4 separate regions of the Sus scrofa genome follow, and all the other regions are linked to region 3. Evidence: chromatin contacts called from public HiChIP or PLAC-seq data. All regions are on one chromosome and are shown on one strand. Each heading gives the region's core, a stretch centred on a gene start, on an enhancer-like site or on the middle of the called end of the contact. The rest is flanking DNA. Distances are from core to core; before and after follow the strand shown.

Region 1 (2,700 bases), core at 1-2,500, 270 kb after region 3:
CAATGCAAACAATACAAAGGTTAGTTATGACTCCTACCTTCACAAGGGTATTTATGGTAGTTAAAACTCTGCATCCTAACTCAGACCACATCACTACTGTTGGCTGTGCCTCTCAGTGGGGAGTTAGAGGCTACCTGAAAAGAACTACCTGTTTCCTTTTCTTCTGTCTCAGAATAGAGCCATTCTGTTTGCTTTTCCTAACATCCATCTCTCTTGCTCTGTCTCCCACTTATATTCTTCAATTTCTGCCTCTCTTGCTTCAATCTCCCTTCATCAAGGATAAATTATCTGGTCTACAGACTGCTTCCATTTTCTGAGACCACAGTCGTACCTCACCCCCTTCCCAGTTACTGAAACGGTTGCCTCCTGCCTGGGATACTCTTGATTAACAAATCTTTTGATCCTAACTTAGCTCTGAGGCATTAGACACTATACACCGAGTTCTTCCAGATCCTTCCCTGGTTTCCAGGAAAGTGGACATTTGTGGTAATCCTTCTACATCTCTGGGCTCACCTTTGTCTTTTCAACTGACTGCACTCTTTTCCTCTTTGGCCAACTATTTCGTCTCCAGTATACGCTTCTGCATCTATTAAACTTTTCCACTCTCATCTATATCTTTAGGTCCACTACCAATCTCCAGTTAAAATGTACTCTTAAAATCTGAGACTGAGACTTCCAGATGTATTCCTTACATGGCCACCAGGATGTTACACTAGTATCTCAAACGCAACACACCAAACAGTCCCTCATCTTGTTCTTCCTCTCTCTGCTTCCATCAGTTAATCCCCTTTTCCTTTCTCCATTCCCTCTTCTTACCACTAGTGTCCCCTTGACCCTTCCTTTCTCCTTTAGGAAATCACCGCCATTAGAAATTTACTGGACTCCGGGAAACTAGCGCCTGGCATAGATTCGGCCGGAGGCGAGTTAGGAGAGCAAACACCAGAACGCCGTCCTCCAGGCCTCCGAATTTAACGGGTTGTTGCCCTAGCGTTCCCCCTCCAGACCAGAACTGCCGGAACGAAATTAACCTGAAGTCATTAGTCACCTTTCTTCCAGCTTCCTGACACGACCCGGCAGCCGAATCTCTGTAAACCGTGCAATTGCCAGCTAAAACGGACAGTGGCAGCCAAAACACTAACTCCTTTCTGCTCCCGCCCGTGCCGTTCGAATTTTAAAATCTCCGCCGGCGCTGACGTCATCGCGCTGACGTGCGCGCGCGTGCGCAAATCCCGCGCGCCGGAACTTTGCGTGACGGTGGCGCCCTGCCGCCTCACGGGGCGCACTGGCGTCTAATGTCTCTGAAGTGTCTTCTATGGAGTTTGGCCCGATTCCTGTATTTAGCTCCAAGGACCCAGGCGCTCTAAGCCCTTGGGTAGCGAGCTTAGCGCTCCAAGCAGCCCTGGAACGCTTTTTCCGTACAGCAGCAGGGCCGCTCCTGCTGACTCTTAGAAAAGGAGATTTTTTTTTTTTTTTTTTTTTTTGCTTATGCTCTGAAAGGAGTGTCTTTCAAGACCACTGTTTAGCTGGGTGCTGTTTCAGGAAGGAAGTCTGGGAAGGCGGCGTGCACTGTTCTGACGAGGGAGGCGGTGAGGTAGGAGACAGTGACGGCCTGCTGTGGGAGCAGTCGGCTCCGAGGGTCGCGCTATGGAGGCGGCCACCAGGGTTCACGCTCAGAGCTGCACTGCTGTCTGGGGCTCTACGGCCCTCTAGTGGCGGCCTGCGAGGAGGTGGAGGGACCCGGTGTGAGGCCAAATAGGAGGGAGAAGTGCACTTAATTTGGGGCACGTCACCTTTCCTGGCCGAGTTTCAGTCTTCTGTCGACGTTCTAGCTATCACTACAATTTCAGGACCTCTTCACCCCAAGTAATGACTCGGAAGGGAGGATTGAGAACAGAATTACCATCATCCGTAGCATTTATTTGAGCACTTGCTTTGTGTCAGACACCTTGCACAACAAACACTTCTTGTCGATTATCTCATTTAATTCTCTGAACTGCCCTCTGAGATGTCCTAAAAATGATGAAATTAAGGCTCACTGAGATCAAGTAACTTGTCCGTGGTCGTACTGCTAATATACGGAGTTAGATTTTAAATCTAAATGCTACTGTTATTAACTACTGTTAATCACTTGATGTATTTCTTATTCTCTTCTCCTCTTAAGTTTTCCACTACACCAGATTTAATAAGCAATCCAGAACTAAAAGCCTTCTTTTAGAGAAAAGATAAGGTAGTTCTTTATTTAAAAAACAGACTCACAGACTTAGAAAACAATTTTATGGTTATCAGAGGGGGATGGGGGAAGGAGACAAACTAGTAGTTTGGGATTAACAAATACACAGTAGTATGTATTAAGTAGACTTAACAAGGACCTACTGTATTGCACAGGGAACTATAGTACATGTCTTGTAATAACCTATAATGGAAAGGAACCTGAAAAAGAGTCACTTTGCAGTACACCTGAAGCTAACACAGCATTGTAAATTAACTATACTTCAACTTTAAAAACTGTTAAAAAAAAAAGATAAGGAAGTTTTGAAAAGCCTTATTGCCGGAAGAGAACTGCTCAGAACCAGTTACAGATCTGGACTCTTAACCTTGCCATTTTGCTAGGGGTTAGTGCTTCTGATGTGCTATTAAAAATTGCATTTTTGGAGTTTCCGTCGTGGCTCAGTGGAAATGAATCCGACTAGGTGCCATGAG
Region 2 (2,700 bases), core at 50-2,549, 340 kb before region 3:
AGTGGAATACCTTTTTTAATATACAGTGGGTAGTTCAAAAGCTGACCCTCAGTTATGAGTGGAGACCCATATTGCACTTGAAAGACCATTTGAAAGCATCTAGTTTCTTACAGACAAAATATCATCGGAGGGAGGATAAGGCAACACATGACAAAAAGAGCATGGGCTTTGGAATCCACATATCTCTGAATGAACTGCATTTATGTCGTTTACTAGCTGTGTGCTCTTTGGTAAATGACTTTACCTCTCGAAGCCTCAGTTTCCTCAACTGTAGCCTGAAGCTAATGCTACTTGCCTTACAGGGCATTATGACCATTAAATGGGATCACACAAAGTGCCTACCATAGTGTCTGGCACTTGATAGGTCCTCAACAGTGTTAACTGTCATTGTCATCAAGAAAGGGATTAGAAAGTAGGTCCTAATAGTGGGTCTGTTCAGTATTTGGATAAATACAGGTGATCTGTATTTAGGTGCTCTAGTATCAGAACATAACCTGCTCAGTACCTATAATCTGAACTTTTAAATTACTACTATCAGAACAACAGTTGACATTTACTGGGTCTTCATTATGTGGCAGTCGATAGGTGAGTGCTTTCTCTGTGTTATCACGTTGATTTCCACAGCAGTCCCATAATTTGGACGTTATTATCCCCATTTTATAGAGAAGGAAAATGAAGCTTAAAGAAAAATAAATTGCTTAAAGTTACATGGCTATTAAGTGCCATCAACGGTCTGGAATTGAGGTCTGGTCTGAGTCTGAAGTGCAAGCTCTAACCACCAGGTTTTACCACCTCTGAATTTGTGAAATAGTTGGAAAAAACAAAGAAAGAGAAGTGATGTTAGATAGACTGACCCTACTCTGGCTTTAGGAAAGATAAAACATGTTGCTTCCTAAAGGCTTTAATGACTGGGGAATCAAATACTCAAACTTGAAGCTATGACCTACTTTGTAAAATTTTCCTGAAATGAGAGAACTGGTGACCCCCGAATCTTCGATCCAAAATTTCTACCGCCTGTAACCCATTTCTTACTTGTTTGCCTCTAGTTAGCCTCATGTTCTTTTTTCACCTTGTGTCTTTTAAATGTACATGCATTATGAACAGCACATCCAGAACGATTATCTTGGCATTTACATTCCATGAAGTCCATTTTGGGAATCAGATTACTACATCTATTTTTAGCTCTCAACACAAACCACTCTTTCCATTACACTTTCAGATAACCAGTAATAAAATGATATTGAAAATAGCCCTTATACCCAAATAAATATCTCACATTTGGTTTAATCAAGCCAGACCCATTGACTGGCATTAATGTAATTACATTACCCAGGCAGCTACCTGCCAGTGCCTCCCTCTGCCTCTCAGTTTAGGACTACCCTTCCCATTTGCTGCTATATTTATCTGCCTTCTTGGCCATAAAAGGCTGGCTGTGTGGCTCTGACATTCTACTGCCTGACCACATGCATTATTTTTGAACTGGCCCCCAGGGTCCTGTCTTTAGCCCTGCTCTTAACTTTTTCTTGGATTCAGCCTCCGTGGGTTATTCATTCTCTCATCCAGCTCCACGGTCACGTCGGAATATTTCCACCACTGCCACTCCTCTGCAAACTGGTAAGTGTGACCTTGGGGCAGAAGAATGCACTTGATATTTCATGTGCTTAGCAGCACCACGGTGTGTGTGGTTTCTATCTTCTGAGCTCAGCAGTTTTGTCAAAGAGATGTCAGAAGTGCAGGGAAATAGGAAAGTGGGGCTCCTGGGAAGGAAAACGAGCAGCAGGGTGCCGGTTTGTGCTGGCACAGCTCTTCTCTCAGCTCAGCGGCTTCTTCTAAAATTAAGCTGCTGTTCCTGGAACCATAAGGAGATAATAGCTGTCTCAGATGGAACTGTAAGTGTGAGTCAAGTGCTTCTTCCAAATTACAGTTCAGTGGTTTGGTTGAAATCTGGGATGAGTGAGGTAACAGGAAATCATGTGTTTTCTATCCTCCATACGCCTACAATGCTCCTTGATTACAAATTAGATCAAAAGGAGTAAATGAACTCTGAAGTCACTAGTTTCTAATTTGCTCCAACAATGCCATGTGGATAAATGTAAGAGTGCACTGTGGTATTTCTCCTATGAAAACGGCTAAGCAGTATTTCACAGGCAACATAAATTCCCCACAAAATGGTCCCAAAGTTAATATTTACTGTGAAGAGTTTTTATCAGCTTTCAGCCTCTAATGCCTGTACAAAATATCATTCATGTCACAATTCCAACCATGGAGTTAGTATTTCTTCCCAAATTCCCAAATTATTTTCAGGAAGAAAAAAGGTCTTAAAGAAATAGGAGACAACCAAACCACCTTTCCTCCCAACACACTCTAGCTGTCATGTGTCGGGGATAATCCTCATGTACTTGATGAAGAGAAGGTAGTTGTACCTTCGTTCCAGAGGTCAGAGCTGTGACAACCAGCTCTGTTGATGTAAAGCCAAAGCCTGTTTACTTGTAATACATCATCTACGTGCCTAGAAAATTAAGTATTATTCAATATGTTCGGGGAAAACAGAAATAAAGAGAATGGAAAACAGAGTTGAGGCAAGACAGTTAAATATTTTATTTTGTGAAAATAATAGCATTTCAAGTTATTTTGGGTTCTGAATTTAGCTTATAATAATACATAGAAAGGTCATGCAATATTTATTTGGATATCATTCAA
Region 3 (2,700 bases), core at 80-2,579:
CAAGTTTTAGCAGTATACATTTTGGAATCTTCTCTGTGCCCCAGAACACGCAATATGGATGTAATTAGGTCCAGCTGCCTTATGTTAGCAATAAAATTGAAAGAGAGAGAGAAAGAGAGAAGTGGGGGTGGGGGGCTTTGTTGGTCCCCTCCTATGCTCAGCAATCGCAAGCTCGCAAGGCAGGCGCATCCCTGACGCTCGCTCCAGGCGGCACACGCTCCTTAAACACCCCATCGTGCCTGGTACCCCAGTCGGCGCTCAAACTTTTCAGCGGAAGTTTTTCAACCACTGGAAGAGATTTGCTGAGCGGCTGGAGCCCAGCGCTCTGACCCCACCCCCACCCACCCCCGCGGCCCTGGCTCCGCGACTTACACGAGCGCGGACGGACAGGGCATCTGGTTCCAGGCACAGTTGTACTGAGCCTGAATAAAACTCTCGCTTCCCTCCAGCACCGAGCAGCTCACGTTCTTGTTCACGATGTACGCGCACCAGTTCCTGGGGTGAAAGAAAGGGAGAAGGGCACGGTGTAAACCTGAACAGAGAGGCTGGGGGAGACCTGACGAGCCTACAGGGCGTCTGGGATACCCTGGTCCCGGCGGGCAGAGGCGGGCGCTCGACCAGCAGATATCTAGAGGGTGCGCGGGTGCGCCTTTGGATAGCGTGAACCTGTACCCGACAAAAGACAGAGGCAAAAAGAGCCCTTAAGGTCCCAGCGACTCCAGTAATTCCTGGGGGGGGGGTAGTTTCCTGATCGCCCTGTTCTTTGGGACCCGCCCTGCGCCCCAAGCCCCAGGCAGCCCTGCGGGAGGCAAGGGAGAAGTCGCTGGGGGCGCCCGGCGTAGCCCCTGGAGCGCGCGGCCACCGAGGAGGAGGCACCACCCCGGCAGGCGGAGGGGGACCCCGGCTGCAGCTCATGGCCTCAGCAGGGCAGAGTCGGGAGGGGTAGGTGGAGGGAGCCTCGCCGTCCTGGGGGAGAGGCGAGGCCGCGCACTTACTTGTTCCTGGCGCTGGGCCTCACGGGGTGCCTGAGCTGCGGGCCGGCGTGGCACAGTCCCGCGCCGCCGAGGGCCAGAAGCGCCAGCGCCCAACGCCAGGGCGCGCGGGGCCGAGCCCGTGTCCTCTGCCACATTCTGCGCGCGGGGCGCGCCCCGCCGGCGGGATACGGAGAGAGGGTCGGGGCAAGCGCCGGGAGGCTGCGGGCGGCCGGGGCGCGGCCCGAAAAGGCAGGAGGCTCGGGCGCTGCGCCGCGCCCCACCCGCGCTCCGCGGCCGCCCCCTCCGGTTTCTTGCTCCCCCTTCTCTTTCTCCACCCCGTGCGCCCGCGCTTCTTCTCGGTCCCTCAATGACGCACAGGTCCCCCCGGTGCCGCCCTTTTTATTTCACTTCCCCCTCCGAAACGTGACTCTCCTTCCAGCGCGTCCGTCTCCAGTCCTCTTGCCGCTCGGCAGGGGGTTTGGGGTGAAAAGGCCACAGGGTTTGGGGAAAGGGTCTCCGTTACAGAATTTCCAATTACTCATTCCTTTGGTCTCTTCCCAGAATCGGGGCAACTTCCCCTCCCACCTTCCAGCGGGCGCGCCCCGGCCCCTCGGGAAGCGGCCGCAGTCAGCGAGTCTGGCGGTCCTCACGTCGTGCCTGGGTGCCGGCTTCCCGGGGCGAATGAGGGACATTTTTATCAGTTCTTTATCGGACTCGACTCGGGTTTCCTCTGGCAAGACGCGCGGCCATTCCTCCACGTCTGAACTTAGGAGGGGTTAGGAGAAATGAACGCGGGTCCTCTTCTCTTTCTTTCCCTTACGCATCCATTTAACACTAGTTGCCTCGTCAACATGCAGGGCAGCAGGGGACACTGGAAGCGACACTAACCAACAGGTTCTAAAGCACAACATCAGACTAATATACACTACACTGGTTTTGGCAAGGTAACCTCCCAGCCTCTCCTTCTGATGTCCTTTTCTGAACTTTTCCTACCAACGTTAAAAGCATTTTCTCCACAATAATCGCCTTTGCTTTGAAACAGTTCAGGCACTGCTAGATGTCTTTTCACTTGCTTGCATATTTTCTGGCTATTTTCGAGTTACACGAACTTTACAAATTTCTTTTGGGGATGAATCAAGTCTACCAAAGAACCTTACCTAAAATCCCCACCAGAATGTTGTACTCTCCTGGGCAGAGAGAACTCTGTATTTAAGTTAACCTGCTGCGTCTAATGAACTGAGGTGAGGTTATTTGCAGATTGCATAGATTAACTGCAATATCTGTGAACTTAAAGGATGCTGTTGGCTGTGAATTGTAACATGGACAATAAAGCTTTACTGTAACTAAATGAAACCTTTGGTCCATTTCATTTCTAGTATGCTTTGATGTTGTTGAACCTTTTGATTTGCAAATAGAAGAAAGAAAATTCCCTAAGTAGACACTTCACAAAAGCTGAGCAGAAAAATATACCATGTAAGGACATAGACTGTCTGAGAACTCTCTAAATGGGAGATCATGCAAATAATGGGATGACATGACCTCAGCCTTCAAAAGAGCCATCCACCCTGCGCGGAAAGCAACAGGAAGGGATAAAAAGCTGTCTTGCATAACCCAACCCCTAACTTTCTGTGTGACTTCCCTATTCTCCCCATCCGAACCCCATTTTGTCGGTGAAGTGTCACAGGAAGAAGCAGAGCACAGAAATGAAAGAAAAGAAAATGGAGAA
Region 4 (2,700 bases), core at 129-2,628, 360 kb before region 3:
GATTCCAGCATTTATAGTGGTAATAAGTGTAAACTGAGCTGAAGACTTTTTCTACTACAGAACACTCAAATTGACCAGTATTCTGGAAACATGTTCTTTAAGGAAAAACTCTCATTTCAGAAAACACCTCCTAGTACGACAGCACAGTGTCTGCTTTCCGAGTCCAGACCAAATCTACTGATTTGTCTCATTTAAACAATAAACCTTTTTCCAAGCTAAATAGATATATAACTTTTTGGTGCCAACCACAGTTTTTTAAAAGTACATTTTCAGGGTGGTGCTTCCGTTCCAACTAAACCAAGTTTTCAATTCCTTTGCAAACTTCCGGTTAAAGGTAGGAACAGTTCCCTTAGACTGCCACACCCAAAAAGTTCTCAGCACTTGACAAAGGCAATTCTTTGTCGGGGTTCACTGAGAGTAAAGCCTCACTTTTGAAAATAAAAAGCTCTCTGGTCAAGTTTTATCGAATGCCTTCCAGAACATGAAACAAACAGCAATAATTTTAAGAAATACTCACTTTCTTCACCTTTAGATATAAAACTTTGTGCGCTGAAGTTAAAATCTCACCTGAACGCTTATTTCTACTCCAAGTTCTGTAAAGAACTGACATACTCTTTGATAAACCAATTCAACTACTATAAAAAGAAACACTTTGGGAAACTGATATAACCCCAAGTCTCCACCCAAAAGGAATGTGGTGGTGTATTATGGAATTTTTCTGAAGCCGCAAATTAAACACCAAACCTCCCTTTGCCCAAATATCACTTAAAACAAAGTTCTAATTACAGAATGGACACTGAGCTGAGGAAGATGCTAATTTGAGGTGGTTATTCCAACTAAACGTAGCCACACAGCTGCAACAACAGCTGCAGCGGGGAGGTGCGCCGGAGTGGTGGTGGGGGAGGCAATGGGCTACAGTTTTTGCGCAAACTCTTGAATCCGGCAAGTTTACGTTAGAAACTAAACTTAGTCCCAGAGTCAGATCCGCGGGGCTCGGGTTTCCCAGGCCGGCTGTCGCCCAAGCTCGCGGCGCCAGCAGGCTAAGCCACATTTCCTGACCTCCAAGTCTGGCAAAATTGGCATCTGGGCCGTTTCCGGCCCCCGGCTTTTGATACTGGAGCTGGCCCTTGGGCTCGAAACCCACGAAGCGGCTGGTACATCTGCCCAGGTGCGCTCCCGGTACCACGGAAGCACCGCTGCTCATCAGCCGCCCCACGGGTATGCGGCCAGAATGAGCCCCAAGCACCACTCACCCTGCTCAGCCGCAAGAATCCGATTGCTTCGGGTACCCCCTCGCTGCCTCGGCTGCCGCTACTAACTCGCTTCCAATACCAGAGCCGCTACAATCCAACACTTCCGGCCTCCGCCTAGCGAACCGGAAGGAAGTCGAGTCACCATTCTGGGCTAACACTGTGAGCCTGGGTTAACGGAAGGGCGACGGGGCAGGGGTGTTGCCAGTATGCTCCAAGGGCGTAATTTTGACCGACTGCATTGCAAGAAAGTATCAATTGGGCAGCCTAGCACATAGAAAAACGTTAAATGGTTCATTGGGACTAATGACTAAGTTTTAGTCTTTTTTATACCCCCTTTTACAAAGTAAGCTTTTCTTTCCCCCCTTTTCTGTTGGCAAATGGGTGAGTCTCTCCTGTGGGTTTGCCCCTCCGCACATTCCAAAGCCCGGCTAGGGGCGGGGCTCGGCAGCCGAAGTCCTTGTAGGGAAATCGCGGAGATATTTCGCGGCTCACGTGAGTGGCCTTCGCCCCGCCTCCGAGTGCCCGGCCCCTGGCGCCGAGCAGTCCTGCGCCTGCGCCTGGGGCTCGCCTCAGGTTGACCTGGGAGTTTTTGGTTCTCCTGAGGGTCCAGCACGGCTAGCGTACCTCAAGATGAGGCCTTTAGGCGAGAGATTTGATTTCTGTGTACCATGTTATTTTATAAAGGGTCGCGCCCCTCCGTCAGGAGCAAACATTGTGAAGTCCCGGGGGCCCCCAGCGAAGCGGCCACTATCTCTGCCCCAGAAGGATCTCCTCAGGCCAAGGCAGGCGGAAGACTTATTCCCTCTTCAGAAAGTTTGGGGTTCTGTTTCCCACCGGAGCTTCTTGAGTCCCCGACAACAGGGAGAACCTGTCTCCATCGGGCTCTGAGGGAAGACCCGCGACCCACAGCGTGGAGCTTCCTAACCACGCCCATGCCTCTCAGGGTGCCTGGTGAAAAGAGTAAGAAGTCTGGCCTATAGTTTCTCAGTTCTCCTTTCCCAACACAGCTTCAGACACTGCGTCGCCCAATTCTGCCCTCCTCTGTCCAGTCTGGCAAGTGCGGCGACGAAGGAGTGGGCTGGAGCCCATGACACTCCAGGTCACCCCAAAGCCGGGCTTGGGAGCCTGGTCTGGCTCACCAGGCCAGAGCAGTTCTGAGGCTTGGGGTCCCCTCGAAAGCCGCTCTCACCCTGCTGACAAGAAAGGTAAAAGCTGCAGAGTAATGCACTCGGGATGTGATTAAGCTACACCTTCAAAGACCTCAGGAGCATTTCCTCTGTTTTGTTTTGTTTTTGTCTTTTTAGGTCCGCACCTGCAGCAGATGGAAGTTCCCAGGCTAGGAGTCAAATTGAAGCTGCAGCTCTTGGCCTACACCACAGCCACAGCCACACCAGATCCGAGATGCGTCTGCCATCCGAGCTACACCACAACTCATGGCAAGGCAGGG

What was found. HiChIP or PLAC-seq counts read pairs in DNA pulled down with a chosen protein or histone mark.
Region 1: a contact with region 3 is called in an H3K27ac HiChIP or PLAC-seq map of alveolar macrophages. The contact joins the promoter of METTL4 here to the promoter of EMILIN2 in region 3. A contact is called at or near these places in 1 of 47 Hi-C or Micro-C datasets (embryonic fibroblasts) and 2 of 2 datasets of contacts at active chromatin or transcription factors (alveolar macrophages and skeletal muscle).
Region 2: an H3K27ac HiChIP or PLAC-seq map of alveolar macrophages shows a contact between it and region 3. The contact joins the promoter of MYOM1 here to the promoter of EMILIN2 in region 3. A contact is called at or near these places in 2 of 2 datasets of contacts at active chromatin or transcription factors (alveolar macrophages and skeletal muscle).
Region 4: an H3K27ac HiChIP or PLAC-seq map of alveolar macrophages shows a contact between it and region 3. The contact joins the promoter of LOC733637 here to the promoter of EMILIN2 in region 3. A contact is called at or near these places in 2 of 5 promoter capture datasets (liver and skeletal muscle) and 2 of 2 datasets of contacts at active chromatin or transcription factors (alveolar macrophages and skeletal muscle).

Annotation. Positions count from the first base shown.
Region 1 is chr6:104,054,581-104,057,280 of Sscrofa11.1, forward strand. It overlaps METTL4 (methyltransferase-like protein 4), which reads left to right and starts at 1,251. Exons shown (of 11, transcript XR_002345043.1): 1 at 1,251-1,591. It overlaps NDC80 (kinetochore protein NDC80 homolog), which reads right to left and starts at 1,205. Exons shown (of 17, transcript XM_013999249.2): 1 at 1,046-1,205.
Region 2 is chr6:103,449,907-103,452,606 of Sscrofa11.1, forward strand. It overlaps MYOM1 (myomesin-1), which reads left to right and starts at 1,300. Exons shown (of 37, transcript XM_005665300.3): 1 at 1,300-1,614.
Region 3 is chr6:103,785,592-103,788,291 of Sscrofa11.1, forward strand. EMILIN2 (EMILIN-2) reads right to left here and starts at 1,330. Exons shown (of 8, transcript XM_021096135.1): 1 at 996-1,330; 2 at 373-495. The coding sequence starts at 1,129.
Region 4 is chr6:103,423,412-103,426,111 of Sscrofa11.1, forward strand. LOC733637 (myosin regulatory light chain 2 protein) reads right to left here and starts at 1,379. Exons shown (of 4, transcript NM_001244251.2): 1 at 1,254-1,379.